Linked DNA regions of Zea mays: all the other regions are linked to region 3. Evidence: chromatin contacts called from public Hi-C data. All regions are on one chromosome and are shown on one strand. Each heading gives the region's core, a stretch centred on a gene start, on an enhancer-like site or on the middle of the called end of the contact. The rest is flanking DNA. Distances are from core to core; before and after follow the strand shown. Region 1 holds the start of LOC100275582. Region 2 holds the start of LOC103646147. Region 3 holds the start of LOC103646146 (elongation factor G-2, chloroplastic).

What was found. Hi-C and Micro-C count contacts between places; a contact is called where the count stands out from the background.
Region 1: a contact with region 3 is called in a Hi-C map of leaf, with 6 times the contacts expected there. The contact joins the promoter of LOC100275582 here to the promoter of LOC103646146 in region 3. A contact is called at or near these places in 7 of 25 Hi-C or Micro-C datasets (bundle sheath, ear, endosperm and 3 more).
Region 2: a Hi-C map of ear shows a contact between it and region 3, with 2.4 times the contacts expected there. The contact joins the promoter of LOC103646147 here to the promoter of LOC103646146 in region 3. A contact is called at or near these places in 2 of 25 Hi-C or Micro-C datasets (ear and leaf).

What each region holds. Positions count from the first base shown.
Region 1 is chr2:23,704,690-23,707,389 of Zm-B73-REFERENCE-NAM-5.0, forward strand. LOC100275582 reads left to right here and starts at 1,322. Exons shown (of 3, transcript NM_001371691.1): 1 at 1,322-2,664. The coding sequence starts at 1,555.
Region 2 is chr2:24,069,452-24,072,151 of Zm-B73-REFERENCE-NAM-5.0, forward strand. It overlaps LOC103646147, which reads right to left and starts at 1,435. Exons shown (of 1, transcript NM_001330657.1): 1 at 577-1,435. The coding sequence starts at 1,279. The coding sequence ends at 743.
Region 3 is chr2:23,910,831-23,913,530 of Zm-B73-REFERENCE-NAM-5.0, forward strand. LOC103646146 (elongation factor G-2, chloroplastic) reads left to right here and starts at 1,300. Exons shown (of 4, transcript XM_008670868.3): 1 at 1,300-1,706. The coding sequence starts at 1,490.

The DNA of each region.
Region 1 (2,700 bases), core at 72-2,571, 210 kb before region 3:
AGGTGGTATGCTTGAAGCACCTGGTCGACCGATTGAGTGGGGATCAGGGCTTCATCTAATTAGAGAGAGCCCAGGGCTCCTAATACTATAACTATATATATATATATAGTTTCGTTTTGCTGAAATGTGATAGCTCGTTTAGCTCATGAGCTGACCCGTTAACAAACCGAGCTGCCTCGTCAACAAACCGAGCTAGGATGTCAGCTCAGCTCGTGAAAAAATTCAAATGAGCCGATCCGAGTCGAGCTGACCACGAAACAAGGGAGCTTACGAGCCATGAGTATTTTGTCTAGCCCTAGTGGTCCTGTAGATAAGGTGTTGAGCACCAATTGATCTAATCAATTTTACTTATTATTTTTATCTTATGCATTAGGAGTAGTCCTAGTTTATCATTCCTCTACCTCAAATTTTTACATCTCTTCAGTTTTACGTTGGATGGTCTGCCGACCCCAAGGCACACAATATGTTATCTCCTTCTATACGAGGTCCCTTCTGGGAGACAGGATCTTGATCTGCTGCGAAGAAGACGACCCTCTGCGCCATCGTGGTCCGTCCGAACCCTAGGCGCGGACCGTCCAGACGTACGCAGAGAAGGAGCCACTCCTGCGCGTAGGTCGCGGACCGTCCGGCTCAGGGCCACGGACCATCCACGCTTCCACATAGCACCGTCAGACAGTTCATCTCCCGGTGTTTAGCACCCAGGTTGACGCCAACACAAGGGTTGCTTTCAACCCCTCTTGAGTGATCACATGATCGAACTTGAGTACCACAGTCTTCCTTATCGATATGTATCCCTTTGGCAAGAAATCTTCACAAATTGAAGTCTTTTGCAGAGTCGTACACGAATCCAAGTTACAATCTCGAGCACAAGAAAGGAGGAGAGACTACAAATACAAAAGCAAACGCCATAATACAACGTTATAAAAAAAAGATCACAAGAACGCAAACACAAATGTCTAAAGAAAACGGCTCAAAACCACGATCGGGTCTCACTAGAATCACAAAACTGCGTTATCACAGAGTATCGGAGTTGTGTACGCTCTTGGAGTGATTTGGGGCTGAAGGAGGTCGCTAAGGCGATGACGTCACTGACGCGTAAAACTCCATTCCCATTATCGTCCAGGGTGCTGAACCAAACAGCAGCTTAGTTCTGGATAATTGATGACAGATTAGAATTTTGAATGTCACATTTACCAGAGACTAAAAATCACTTGTGTTCGTCTTCACCGCGATAATAATTCCATCATGATAACACCAACAGCGACGTATTAACCCAAAATCCTCCCTGCAGATAAACACCCCCTCTCCTTCTCTATCTCCTACAGCCAAATCCCCAACTCTTCCAACCGCTCCTCCGCTTAGCGTGCAGATCTAACGATCGCTCCGATCCCAAGCACAACAACTTCTCCAATTCCAATCACCAGCCGATCAGATTTATGCAGTCTTACTGCCGCGAGCGCCAGTCATGCCGCGCGGCAGCAGCTTGGACCAGAGCTTGAGCGACGACGAGGGCTCGGCAGGTGTTGGGGCGGTTTGGGTTCGGCGTCGCTGGCAATGTCCGGGATGTCCGACTCCGCTGGGGGTGTGCGCGCGGGCGCGGAGCTGATGGTGCAGCAGTTCCACCTCAAGGTGCTCCACGCCGTCCTCGCCGTGCGCACGCCGCGCCCGCACGCCTTCGCGGCGCCAGCGGCGGCGTCGTTCAGGCGGAGGGACAGGTGGTTCCATCTCCCGCTCCACGACCCGCCGCCGCCGCCCGAGGCGGCTGACCGCCTGGACGAGCTGGTCCCCGGGGAGCCGCTGGTGGTGGACGTCCTCCTGAGCCCCGCCGGTAGTGTGGGAGCCCGAGGGGAGGTGGTGGAGAGGTGGACTGTGGCGTGCGAGCCCTGGCCGGACGCCGCGGGCGGCGAGGAGGTTGCCGTGAACCGGGCGTACAAGCACTGCTTCACGCTGCTCAGGTCCGTCTACGCCGTGCTCCGCGTCCTCCCGGCGTACCGCATCTTCCGCCTCCTCTGCGCCAATCCCTCCTACAACTACGAGATGGGCCACCGCGTCGACACCTTCGCCGAGCCCTTCTCGCGCCCCCAGGAGGCCGCCATGCGTTCCCAACGCTTTGTTCCCGTCGAAACCCAGCTCGGCCGCCTCGTCGTTTCCGTCCAGTACCTTCCCAGCCTCGCCGCCTTCAACCTCGAGATCACCTCCCTTTCGCCCTCCAAGATAATCCCAGACTACGTCGGCAGCCCAGCCGCTGAGCCCATGCGCGCCTTCCCGGCCTCGCTTACAGAAGCCACGGGCTCCGGCTTCCCACCATCTAATCAGCAGCAGCGCCCGCACAGCTGGGCTTCGCCTGTGTTCTGGTCGCACACGCCGGCACACCAGGCCAGGTTCTCGCCGCCTCCAGTGTTTTACGCGTCACCGACGCCATCGCCTCCCCACTTTCCACCCCGTCTCATGAGGTGGGAGTCTGCACCAATGCCCATACCACAGGTGAGCGAGAGGAGGAGCCCTGCACACCGCCAGAATATGCTACCACCACCTTCGACGAGAAGAGGAGACATGAGGGCAGCAGGTGCTCTACAGTCTCCATCTGAGAGTGGCCGGTTGATTGGGAGGATGGAGGAACTTCGGATAGCTGATCCATATGTGACCTCGTCACCCAGACATAAGGTGCTTCATGACTCTACTTATATGTTCAGCTGTCAT
Region 2 (2,700 bases), core at 185-2,684, 160 kb after region 3:
CTCCTAGCGAGAACGGCAAGTGGTGCCTAGCTAGTAGCGAGGCCGGCGCGCTGGCGTGCTGCGTGCAAAGGCGCTGCGCGGCGCAAACGGCGTGCTCCAACCAACAGCCGACTCGATCGGTCCTAGCATGGGGGTACGGATGATGAAGGCGTGCGTGTACGGTTCGTGCAGTGGTTGGCGCACCGTTCGAGGACGCTGAATCTGGATGGCACGCCTTTCCGGGCATCGGATTGTGGCGCATGGTAGCACAAATGGTAGGGCATGGGACGAAACTGGAGAGATCAGGCGGTGGCCCGTGCCGGACGTGCTCGCGAGTCTCGACCTGATGAGAAGTTTGCAGTTAAGTCAAGAGAGGGAGAGGGACACACAGAGCATTTGCTCCCGTAATACGTACACACTACTACTAGCGGAATTGGCAAACGTGGTGAATTCAGCACACACGTCCAGCAAGCAACAGTTGTGTGAATCCTTCCAGTGGTCTGAGGGTGAATCCGAAGACAAGAAGCAGTAGACATGGACGAAACAAGTAACCGGATGGATGCACCAGGACCAAGAATCCAGAGAACAAAATCAGCTAGGCCTAGGCCAGGCAGCCCCGTACGTTTCTGAAGCAAAGCGCACATGCATGCATATACACCATCATCCGCCTCCGCCACCGGCCGGCGGCGGTCAGGGGGCCTCCGTCGTCGTGCGGCGTCTCTCCCTCCCTAATCAACGACTACCGCGCGCCCCGCCTGCCTGCCTACCACCTGCCGAAGCCCTTCTTGGCCGCGGCGGCGAGGGCCGCGGCCCGCTCGAACCGCGCGGCGGGGCAGGGGATGCTGATGACGCCCGGGTGCTGGAACCCGAACTCCTCCTCGGCCTCCCTCAGCAGCTCGCCGAACGTGGGGTGGTTGAAGTACACCACGGGCACCACGTACCGCAGCGACTGCGACGCCTCGCCCTCGCCGCCGACGTACACGGCCACCTGCCCCTTGGGCGTGCTCACCGCGGGCTCGCCGTCGCCGTCCGGCAGCATCCGGTGCCCGCCGCCGGCGGCCCTCCACCCGAGCCGCAGGCGCCGCGCCAGCGACCGGCCCCACCGCAGCACCGGCGCGAGCTTCCTCGCGGTAGCGCCGCGCCCGGGCGTGCAGCCGCTGCCGGCGCAGGTGGGCTGCTGCTGCTGCTGCAGGCGGCAGTAGCCTCCCCGGCGCCGGCGCCGGCCGCAGAGCGCCCGCCGCCACAGGCCGAGCAGATTCCGGCCGAGACGGACCCCGCCGTGGCGGGACCTCCTTAGCATGGCGAGGAGGATTGCAAGAGAGAGAGAAACTGCGGGAAGGTCTCTCCTTCGTTGAGAGTCTGTCCTTCCCCTCCCTAAGCAGACGCACCGCACGCAGGGAGTGTTAATGGTGCAAAGTCGCAATCGCAACGGAAGCGCGCAGGAGTGAGCCCGGACCCGGAGCACGGAGGGGGGGACCCATGTTTTATAGACCTGCACCGCTTTGGGCCATGCGCGAGTGGAAAAATCGACATCCCTTGGCCACAGTGGCTTGGATTTGCCGAGCTCTCGTCGTGGCCAGGCGGCGTTTGTTCGTAAATCGTAATGGTAATGGCTGGTGTGGCTCGGACGGTGCGTGGTCCATCCATGGTTCCTTTGCTCCATTTTAGCTGCATGTCGCTTTGTTGGCTTTTTTCCTTCCAAATAACTTCTTCCGGCGTTACTGCTGAGCGACGGCGAGCTCGCACCAGCGCCCTTGTATCAATCAGTTCGGCTGTGAAAAAATCATGGTACACGCACGGCACGCTCTGCCTACCAGCAGATTGCCGCGAACCTGAGATCAAGCAACAGGAGAGCTACGCACAGGCTATAATCTATCTTTCTATCCAAAACTGTATAGTATTTGTGGAGCAGGCCTGCCACAGATTTATCGAACACGTTTCGTGTTGGCCACATGTGGATACAGATGTGCAACTAACCCCGTTATTGCACGATCGTGTGGTGTGGATCCTGTCCCCGTTGCACTCTCCCAGTACGACCTGCACCGGGTGCGCGTGCATCTCCCAGTCCAACTTTCGTCCAGGACCAAATGTTGGACTACTTCCGGGTGCGCGTGCACATCCACTATCGGTGTGGAAATTCTGGTGTGTAATGCTGAGCTGGATCAAGCGACAGATCAGCGAAGCTGGTATTACTAGTGTACTACTCTCTCAGTTCTACGTCTACTTCCAGAATTCAAATGTTGTTTAAAAATAAATATATCTCCGGACAGAAGACAACGTAAATCTAATTGTTAGATTTGCTACTTGTTTTCAGAGGAACCACCTGGTTTAACCGTCACTCACTTGTGTACGCAGGTGACTTCACGGCACGTACCACTACCGACAAGCAAGTAGTACGTTTTCACGAACTAGTGGTGTAGTGCTGCTAGCTAGGATAGGAATACCAGAGAGGCATCTGCGTACAAATAGCTATTCATCAGCCACTCGCCCAGCGCTGAATCATCAGTGGCGGTACGTTTTTCCTTCCTGCTCGTACGGAAATATCTGGGCGCCCCATCAATCCCCCCGCCAGGCCGCCACCTGTTGCGCGCACGTCGCGGTCGGCGGGCCAAGACAAGACTCCACACGGAGGACCAGCAGCGAACCACACCCAAATCCACCCACCCCGTCCTCCTCCTTCGTACGGGAAATCTCCGTTCATGTTTAGAAATATCCTAGGAT
Region 3 (2,700 bases), core at 50-2,549:
ACGTTCCTAACTGAAGATTAGATCTTTGGAGTGGAATTCTAGGTTGATCCATTGTATTTTGGATCAATTATTCAAGTGGGTTCTATATCCTTCTGAATATTTTTTTTGAAAAATTCATGGTCATTAAAATCGAAGTTCTGATAAAGAAGTTATGATTGTTTTTAGTTGCGCTAGAGAGTCTTACTCGAGTTTTCAAGCACTTGACAAAATTTCTGAACAAAGTTGACTCTGTTGGCCATGTGGGTAGCATCCCAAAATTTCTGAGCTAAGGTGGCTACAAACTCCAATGTTGGAGTGTGCATTAGCGTGTTGACCGATCGTTGGGGTTTGTTTGAGTCGCTCTAGAATTGCAGTGGACCAAAAATTCCAAGGTGGAGACTATTTTTTGCTCTCTTTAGATAGAGTGGGTGGTTGGAATAGTTTTAAAAATCAGGAGCCAAGGGGACTTTGTGTCCATGTTTTGAGTGATTTAGTGCCATCCAACTCACTAGTGATCGATAGTGTTCATGCTCTATAGTAACTGAGCGTTGCTAGTGCAGTGCATTAAGTGACCTGCTTGAGTGGAACTAGGTGGAGTTGGAAGCTAGTGGTGCTTGCTACTCATGAGATTGCCACTTCCTAGACAGTTTGGTTGCTTTTGTTCTTCCTCGTGTGTGGTTCTAGAGATGGATTTGTGCGGGGTGTTACACTCGTCCCGTGAGAGATCGTGAAGAGCAACTCTAGTTGAACAAGGTGTGATGAGTGTCGGGTGGTTCAACCAGAACAAAGTGCTAGATCTCTTGTGTGAGCACTTCTTTTGGTGGAGAGAGTGATCTTATGTAATCATTATTACCAAGAGGATTAGCGACAACCTTGGACTTGCCTCAATGGGAATTAAATTATTGGTAAACCACTAAATCTTAGGATAAAAATCATCATGTCAAAGTCTCTTCATATTTATGTTAGTTTCTTTTTGTTCATATACTTATGCCAGTGAGTATTTATTTCTCTCGTGTAACTAGTTTACTTGTGTAGTAAAATAGTTTCTCTCTTGCTAGTTAGCTTGTATGCTAATTAGTTTAGCTCATGTAGCTAAGTAGCTATAGCTCTCTATTTGTGTTTGTATAGTGTAACTAATGAGTAGTGCTAAGTAGTGTTTGCATTTTTTGTGTTTTCCTTACTAGTATGTATTGAAGATTCTAGTGTGTTTAGAGTACTTGTATAGGTTTGTGTGACCTTGTTATTTAGACTTGTGTAAGATTCTGATGAAGACAATCGAAAAACTAGAAGAAAAAAACGCTAATCCATAACGTGAGACGGGGAGGCGTCCTCCTAGCAGCCGCGCGCGCTCACATTATCCTCAGGCACCATCGCACCATTGGCCGCCGCTCACGCGCATAAAACCCACAGTCCGCTCGCGACAGCCTCACGGCGCAGGCGAGAAGGCGAGGAGAGGGAGCTCGCCGGCAAAGGCCACCAAGAGCGAAAAGGAACCACAGAGGCAGTCTCCATGGCCGCCGAGGCGCCCGTGCGAGCCCCCGCCACGGCGCGGTCCTCGCGCCGGCCGGCCGCCGCCGTCGTCTCCGCCTCGCGCCTCCTCCTCGGCCACCGCCCCTTCCTTGCGCCGCGCTTCGCTGCGGGGCGCGCCGCGGTGGCAGGCCCCGCGGCCGGACTACGCCCGCGCCCGCGCAGGCCGCGCCTCTCGGTCGTCGTCATGGCCAGCAGCGGTGAGCGAGCGCTGTAATCCTTCTGTGGACTCTCCATTTTCTTATTGGGCGCAGCCGCGCAGGCGTTGCTGTAGTGCGCCGGCGCGTGAGTGTTTTCTGTGTTTGTCGAAATGGCCAAGAGCGTACCTCCGTAGAGCTCCGGTGGATTGCAGTATACGAGAGTGAAATTAAGGCTGATTGTTAGTGATTGTGCTGCATCGTGCTTATCCAAAGGGACCAGTGTGCTTCTTGACGTGCTTGTCTCTGCCGTGTCTATAATACTTGTTTAGGCCCCTATACTTGTTAATCGTCTGTGCTTTACCTGATAAATTACTTTAAGTTGTTCGTTACTAAAATGGTGGAATATGGTGTTCAGAATCGAAGTTATAGCAATGATGAACTTCATAGCTTTCTGATGGACTTTTGTTTCTGTAGGTGTTATTCTAATTAAATTTGATTATCACAAATCCAGGTTAGAAGTAACTGAAAGCATAGGCCTTATAACTATTCCAAAAATATTTCTAAACTTCACTACCTATATATCTATTTAAAGAGCCATCCCATGAATATTTTTTTGTGTGAAAAAATTATAAGAGAACTACCATATTTGGAATTTAGAGAGCCATTTAGCCTCTCCATTAGTGGAAAGCGAGAAGGGTGGTTTTAAAGGGAGGAAAATATGGGGACTGGTGTTGAGCGTCTATTAGAGATGCTCTTAAGGAGACCCAATAATGGAAGTTCTGCAATTTTTGTTCAAAAATGGAAGTTCTGCAAATGAAAAAATTGGGTCCATGGCCTTGTTCAGTGAATGTGCCGCCGCTACATGAGTTTGCATGATGTGAATTTGCTGCAAGTACAGAAATATCGGTGCAGAGGGTGTCAATATAGAATATACCATGCTTGGCATGCCGCTTGGTACTAGATATCTATTGGCACTTGTCATATCAATGCTAAACCTTTCTGCCATATACATCAATGAGACTGACCAAATGAACCTCTGAAAATTGCATGCCAG